2 separate regions of the Mus musculus genome follow, and region 1 is linked to region 2. Evidence: chromatin contacts called from public HiChIP or PLAC-seq data. All regions are on one chromosome and are shown on one strand. The core of a region is the stretch at or near the end of the contact, and the rest is flanking DNA. Distances in the headings are between cores, read along the strand shown.

Region 1 (2,700 bases), core at 42-2,541, 330 kb after region 2:
GAGTGGGACTTTAATTTGGCATTTGTTCTTTCTTGGGAAACATAATTATTTCCTTAAGCTGAGTGGTCCTAACTGACCTCAGAGTTCAATCCCACTGTCAGCGGCAGCAACTCTAGAAAAACCTGGCTTTGTAAAAATAACCTTTTGAGGACACCACAGCTAGACTCCACCATCAGGAAGAAGAAGGCCTCTCAAAATTCTGCCTCCGCTATACTGTAACCACCACCACCACCACCACCACCACCACCACCACCTCCCAGACCCCGGAATACTCTGGGCTTTACTCCTTCTCCCAAACAGCTGAGTCCTAACTCTTGGGAATGTCAGGGTTCTCCTTTTCTTCACCGACTGCCCTAACAGAGCCTTCTGGCCTTGATGTGGCTAGAAAATACAGTCTTGATCCAGGTCTGATTTTCTTGAGTAGTCCCAGCACTTGGGTGGTTGAGGCGGGAAGGCAGTTTGAGGCTAGCTTGTGTTACATAGTTAGACCCTGTCTCAAAAAAAAATTTTTTTACAAGCTACAGTGTTGCTTTCGTGGAAGAACAGATCATTTTAAGGCAACACTCATCCACTACTGTTTTGCATATAGAAATAGCCTTCTAAAAATCCAGCCAAAGAGGGAAGTGAGAAAAATCTATTCACACCAAGTAAGGGGTGGGGGGAGTCTTAGCAGATACTGATCATCTATCTGCCAGGTGGCCCAAATTCTGACTTCAGAAGCCAGAGGACCTGTTCTTAACAGCTGAAAGCGGAAATCCCCCCCCATTCCCCCCCCACACTTGCTGCCACTTTTACAAGTTACCTCCCTGGGGTCTCTGATTGCATGGAATGGCCTCACGCTAATTTTCAGTTTTCAATGAGGAAAGGGAAGATAAGATAAACAGAGAGACCAAGAACCCAAGAGAAGAACCTCTTCTTCTGAATGGGTTCTACAACACCCTTCTTGGCCTCAAAAGCCTGGAACCTTCTCTCCCTAAGACATTTAGGAACTCGGGAACTTTTGCATTGCCACCTCAGACGCCACCTCCCCTCCCCCCGCCCCGCACTCACACACAACCATCTCTGGCGCAGGAAGTACCTGCTGTGAATGGCCCCCTGGACCTCCACTGGCTAAGCTAAATCAGCTCATCTGCAGGGTCTTCTGGTAAGCTTGGCGAAAACTCCCCAGTTTAGCAACCAAGCGACTCTGCTCCATCTAGTGGCCGTTGCCCGCCACGCAGACCTCCTTCACCCTCCTGAATAACTAAAGCTGCCTGACTCCCTTGGAAAGAATGTGTCCGGTTCCAGAAGCCCGGGGCTGGTGGAGGCTTCTCCGCTGAGCTCATCCGACCCCGCTGGGAGCAGCCTCCTGCGTGGACCCGAAAAGCGGAGCCTTGCCAGCCCTGGTGAGGGCCGCCCTGCAGGAAAGACCTGGGGAACGAAGAGACTGGACTATCCTAGGTGTGTATGGAGTCATCCACACACCGCAGTGACCTCCCAGTTGGAGAAATATCAAACAGCATTTACTCTGCAAAATTCTGACTCCGTGCCTCGGGCCTGGGACATAAGGGGCTGAAGAAGACACATACAGTCCTTTCTAACAGAGCTTATATTTCAATCGGGTCCTCCATCTAAGACTGCTTACAGACAACCTGATCAGCAATGAACCACGCCATCATGGAAGGCGCACCAGAACGGAATCAGATCCAGATACTGACCCTACTATTTTGCTTTGTGGCTTCTTGAAAGGCACCATGGCCTCATGCACAGACCCACAGGTTGGACTAGACAAGAATAGAAGGCAGGGGACTCTTTGAGCTCCCCTTTTGGGTTCATATTTGAGTGCTGCCCCCTGCTGGTTGTGTGTCGATAGCAAAATCCTCAAGCTTTCTGAGTTTTTCTAGCAGTGAAGATTAGGAAGCCTACTTCATAGGGCTGTCTTGTGGGTTAAGAGTAGTGTGCATGCGCCAACATTTAGCATGTGCTGTTGCTTTTAGATACTAGGTACAGTTTGATTCATAGCCTATTATTGGCACCCCCAAACCTCTTGTCAGTCCCCAAGAGACCCCACTGGCAGCCTGGGCTATGTAGGGCTGGAGCCAGAACCTCTGGATCTCTTCTCTTTGCTCTCACAGTCGTGGCTTTGGGCAGTCCAACTCCCTCCCAACAGCCAGCTCTGTGGGCAGCGGCATGGGCAGACGGAACCCACGACAGTACCAGATCGCATCTCGGAATGTCCCTTCCGCCCGCCTTGGTCTCCTGGGCACCAGTGGATTTGTCAGCTCCAACCAGCGCCACACCGCTGCCAACCCCACCATCATGAAACAAGGAAGACAGGTTTGTTCTGCTCTGGGGAGCAGGGAGGTTGACCAAGCTCAGGGACTGAGGCTTTAAGATGTCTCCAACCCAGACAGTCTCCTGCATGGAAAGATAAGACCCCAGGGGAATCTAAACCAGGAGATAGCTGAGCCTATGCTTGTCAGGTAATCACTGTTTGCGTTGTTTCCCTGGAGACGGAAAAACTCATGTCTGCTGCTTGGGAAAGCTAGTGCTACATTTATCTCTGGGACCCTTGTAGACAGGCATGCAAGGGCTACTTCTGCTTGATCTTTGCCCCCCCCCCAACATACCCCATCACCTTCCAGGTCTGGGTGGGCATTTAATAAGCTTCCTTTGACTTTTTCCTCACAGTCCCGGCTGCAATGGTGAGTCCACAGGATT
Region 2 (2,700 bases), core at 20-2,519:
AACACTATTGTGAATATTAGGGGATGTAATTTACATTTAAGTTGGTAGACTTTGGGTAAAGCAGATTGTCTTCCAAGTTGGAAGCCTGGATATTACAAAAGCTAAGATTCTCTTAACACAAGGAGGATTCTTTAGCTTATGGTTTTCACAGTTAATTTACAGCACAGACTCTTCCTGGCCCCCACAACACTCTGCCTTTGAACTTGAACTTTGATCTGATCTTCTGAGTCAACAGCCACTAACCTCTCACTAGATTTTGAACTCACCAGCATTCCGAAGTCATTTCTTTTACACACACACACACACACACACACACACACACACACACACACACACAACTTCTATTTCTCCGAAGGATCGTGACTAATGCTATTTCTAAGTCAAATCGTGCTGTCTTCTTTCCCTAACTACTAGCCCTGTGCCCACTGACTTTGACATAAGGGTAAAAGAGGAAACTTCTGCTTTTCTCAAATTCCATGATACTATTGCTCCAGGTGACTTTCTTTCCCAAAGCCAGCTAAATGAAGACTGAAAATGGAAGGTGGGGGGGGGGGGGCAGGGGAGTTAATGGAGAGAAGATTCACCAATAAAGAGCGTGTCCTCTCAGAGAGGACCCTAGTTCAGTTCCTTGCGCCCATGTAGCAGGCTCAGAACAGTCTTATATTGGCGCTGATTAAGCCTGACAAGGTCGACCCCACCCCCAACCCCCATATCATTTTATCTCCTTTTCATACAATATTAGCACATTCCTACTTGGTGAACAGGAAGACTGATCTACACATTAACTTATGTACATCCTGGAACATCCAGAACATACAGAACATCCAATGTCAAGTATGCCTATGCTCTTTATTTAGTATTCTCCAAAGTATCTACATGACTAGATATGACAGCAATGTCAGTTTTCCCAGGGACACCTCCTATGCAAGGCTCTCCTCCACCAATTACCACGCCCTGAAAGTTAAAACAATTTAAAAGAAAATGCTCCCTATCCTGGTATCATTCAGAAATTAAGTCCAGAAAGTCTCCAAAGCGCTGGACTTGTGAGGAACCACTTCGCCTCGCTCCGCCTCTCGCCACGTCCACGCCCTCAACTGGCGGAGGGGCGGAGCCCTCCAAGCCAATCCCCTTTCTTCCGGGCCCTCCTTCCGCGCGTCTTTCAAAGACTTCCTCTGAACCAATGAGTAGTCAGAGGCTGAGCAAGGCCCCGGAGTAAGAAACAGAGCGAGGATATGATTGGTTTCTGGAACGCCCCGCGCCACCTCCTACGTGGGCGGACCAATGGACTGACGGGGGCGGGCTCTTCGCGGGCGGTGTCCTAAAGGCTGCGAGGGCGGCGGCACTGGTTACGGCGAGTGGCGACCCGCGATGAAGCCGGTGAGTGGGGCTGTCCGGGACCCGAAGGATCCTCGCCACGGGGCCAGACGCTGGACCGCCTCGGCTGCGTTGCTGGGCGGCCAGCGGTGCGATTCGCACAGTAACCGCCCTGCGCGTCGGGGAGGCTGAGTGGCAGATCTGTGGCACTGCGGTTCGCTGCCCACCTGAGGGGCCTCACGACGACCCTGCCAGAGAGGGCCAAGCCATTCAGCTTGACAGCTCAGATGCAGAGGCTGTCACGGCCGGGGTTGTGGGTGGCTTGATGCCTCAGATGCAGAGGCTGTAACGACCCCGTTTGTGAGTGACATCACGATAGCCACCCTCCCTCAGAAAGCTCAGGGCACTGCGTCTTGTTTCCTGCAGGTCAGAATCCCTGGGCCTGAGGAAGGCAGGGACGTCTAAGCCTGTTAGCATTTATCCACAGCAGGCTGAGAGGGGTGGAGTGAAAAGTCACACAAGCTTAAAATCTGGTTTTATAGGAGAAAGAAAAGGGGTCTTAGCCATGACTTGGAAGCCCCACCTGACATATCGTTTCTACCTCATAGCTGACACTCCACTTAAAGGCTTCATTTGGGTTCCGTTGTGTTTTATACCAAAGAGCAATCCAAAGAAACCGCAATCTATAATTTCAGCCAGTTATCACCTGTTCCTCCAGCAAGACCTTTCTAGAAGAGCTTGAAAGCCAAGCAGTCAGGTGGTTACTCTTGCAAGTCTTGTGTCCACTGTGTCAGCTGCCTACCGACTGCATTGTTGCCAGAGGAAGAGTGAGCTATCTGACCTCTGGTATAGAGGAACTGAACACACGTAGAGCTCGCTATTTCCTCCTCTCTTGAGATCTACCTCCTCTGGCAAGCACAAGTGAGTCCTCTGTAGTCCACTGCTGCCTGGGAAGGGGTAGATCTGGATGGATGTGGGAATCACACAGCCGCAGTCTACTTTCTCCTTTTGACATTCTTTAAAACTAATATTTTTGTATACACGTGTTGTTCAAATGTCTGATCTCAGATGGTTCCAATTAGGGAGTGGAAAGGGTTTTTTGTTTGTTTGTTTGTTTGTTTTTGTTTTTGTTTTAGAAAGGGGATGAGCAGTGTCCACTGGCTTTGTCTCTTCTGGGTCATCTCTACTGAATACACAATCCTCCACCCTTCCACCCATATTGTGTTTTCTTTTGAGCCAGCCTGGCCATGTATACCACTGCTCTAGAACTTGTGCCTCAGTCTCCCCAATGCTGACATCAAAGCTTTGCACCATCATACCTGCCTTAGCTCTTGAATTTTCACACTGACTGCTTTAACTTCCTAGTCTACCTACAAACCTGCAGGT

Evidence for each region. HiChIP or PLAC-seq counts read pairs in DNA pulled down with a chosen protein or histone mark.
Region 1: a contact with region 2 is called in an H3K27ac HiChIP or PLAC-seq map of extraembryonic endoderm stem cells, with 4 times the contacts expected there. The contact joins the enhancer-like site here to the promoter of Cdkn3 in region 2. A contact is called at or near these places in 6 of 39 promoter capture datasets (the C10 cell line, HPC-7-derived erythroid cells, embryonic stem cells and 2 more), 1 of 15 datasets of contacts at CTCF or cohesin (pro-B cells), 4 of 484 Hi-C or Micro-C datasets (B cells, the HPC-7 cell line, cranial neural crest and 1 more), 4 of 115 datasets of contacts at active chromatin or transcription factors (astrocytes, extraembryonic endoderm stem cells, large pre-B cells and 1 more) and 2 of 9 other capture datasets (embryonic stem cells and pancreatic islet).

What each region holds. Positions count from the first base shown.
Region 1 is chr14:47,085,645-47,088,344 of GRCm38.p6, forward strand. It overlaps Samd4 (sterile alpha motif domain containing 4), which reads left to right. Exons shown (of 13, transcript NM_001037221.2): 10 at 2,115-2,316. Among named protein-coding and RNA genes, the nearest start is that of Gm10371, 29 kb to the right of the region's middle. Within about 2 kb of position 1,292, at least 146 of the 459 cell types and tissues checked have an H3K27ac peak or open chromatin away from gene starts, as enhancers often do. A contact at or near this core is called in B cells, the HPC-7 cell line, astrocytes and 3 more, where this site is marked.
Region 2 is chr14:46,759,272-46,761,971 of GRCm38.p6, forward strand. It overlaps Cdkn3 (cyclin-dependent kinase inhibitor 3), which reads left to right and starts at 1,270. Exons shown (of 8, transcript NM_001360041.1): 1 at 1,270-1,377. The coding sequence starts at 1,369.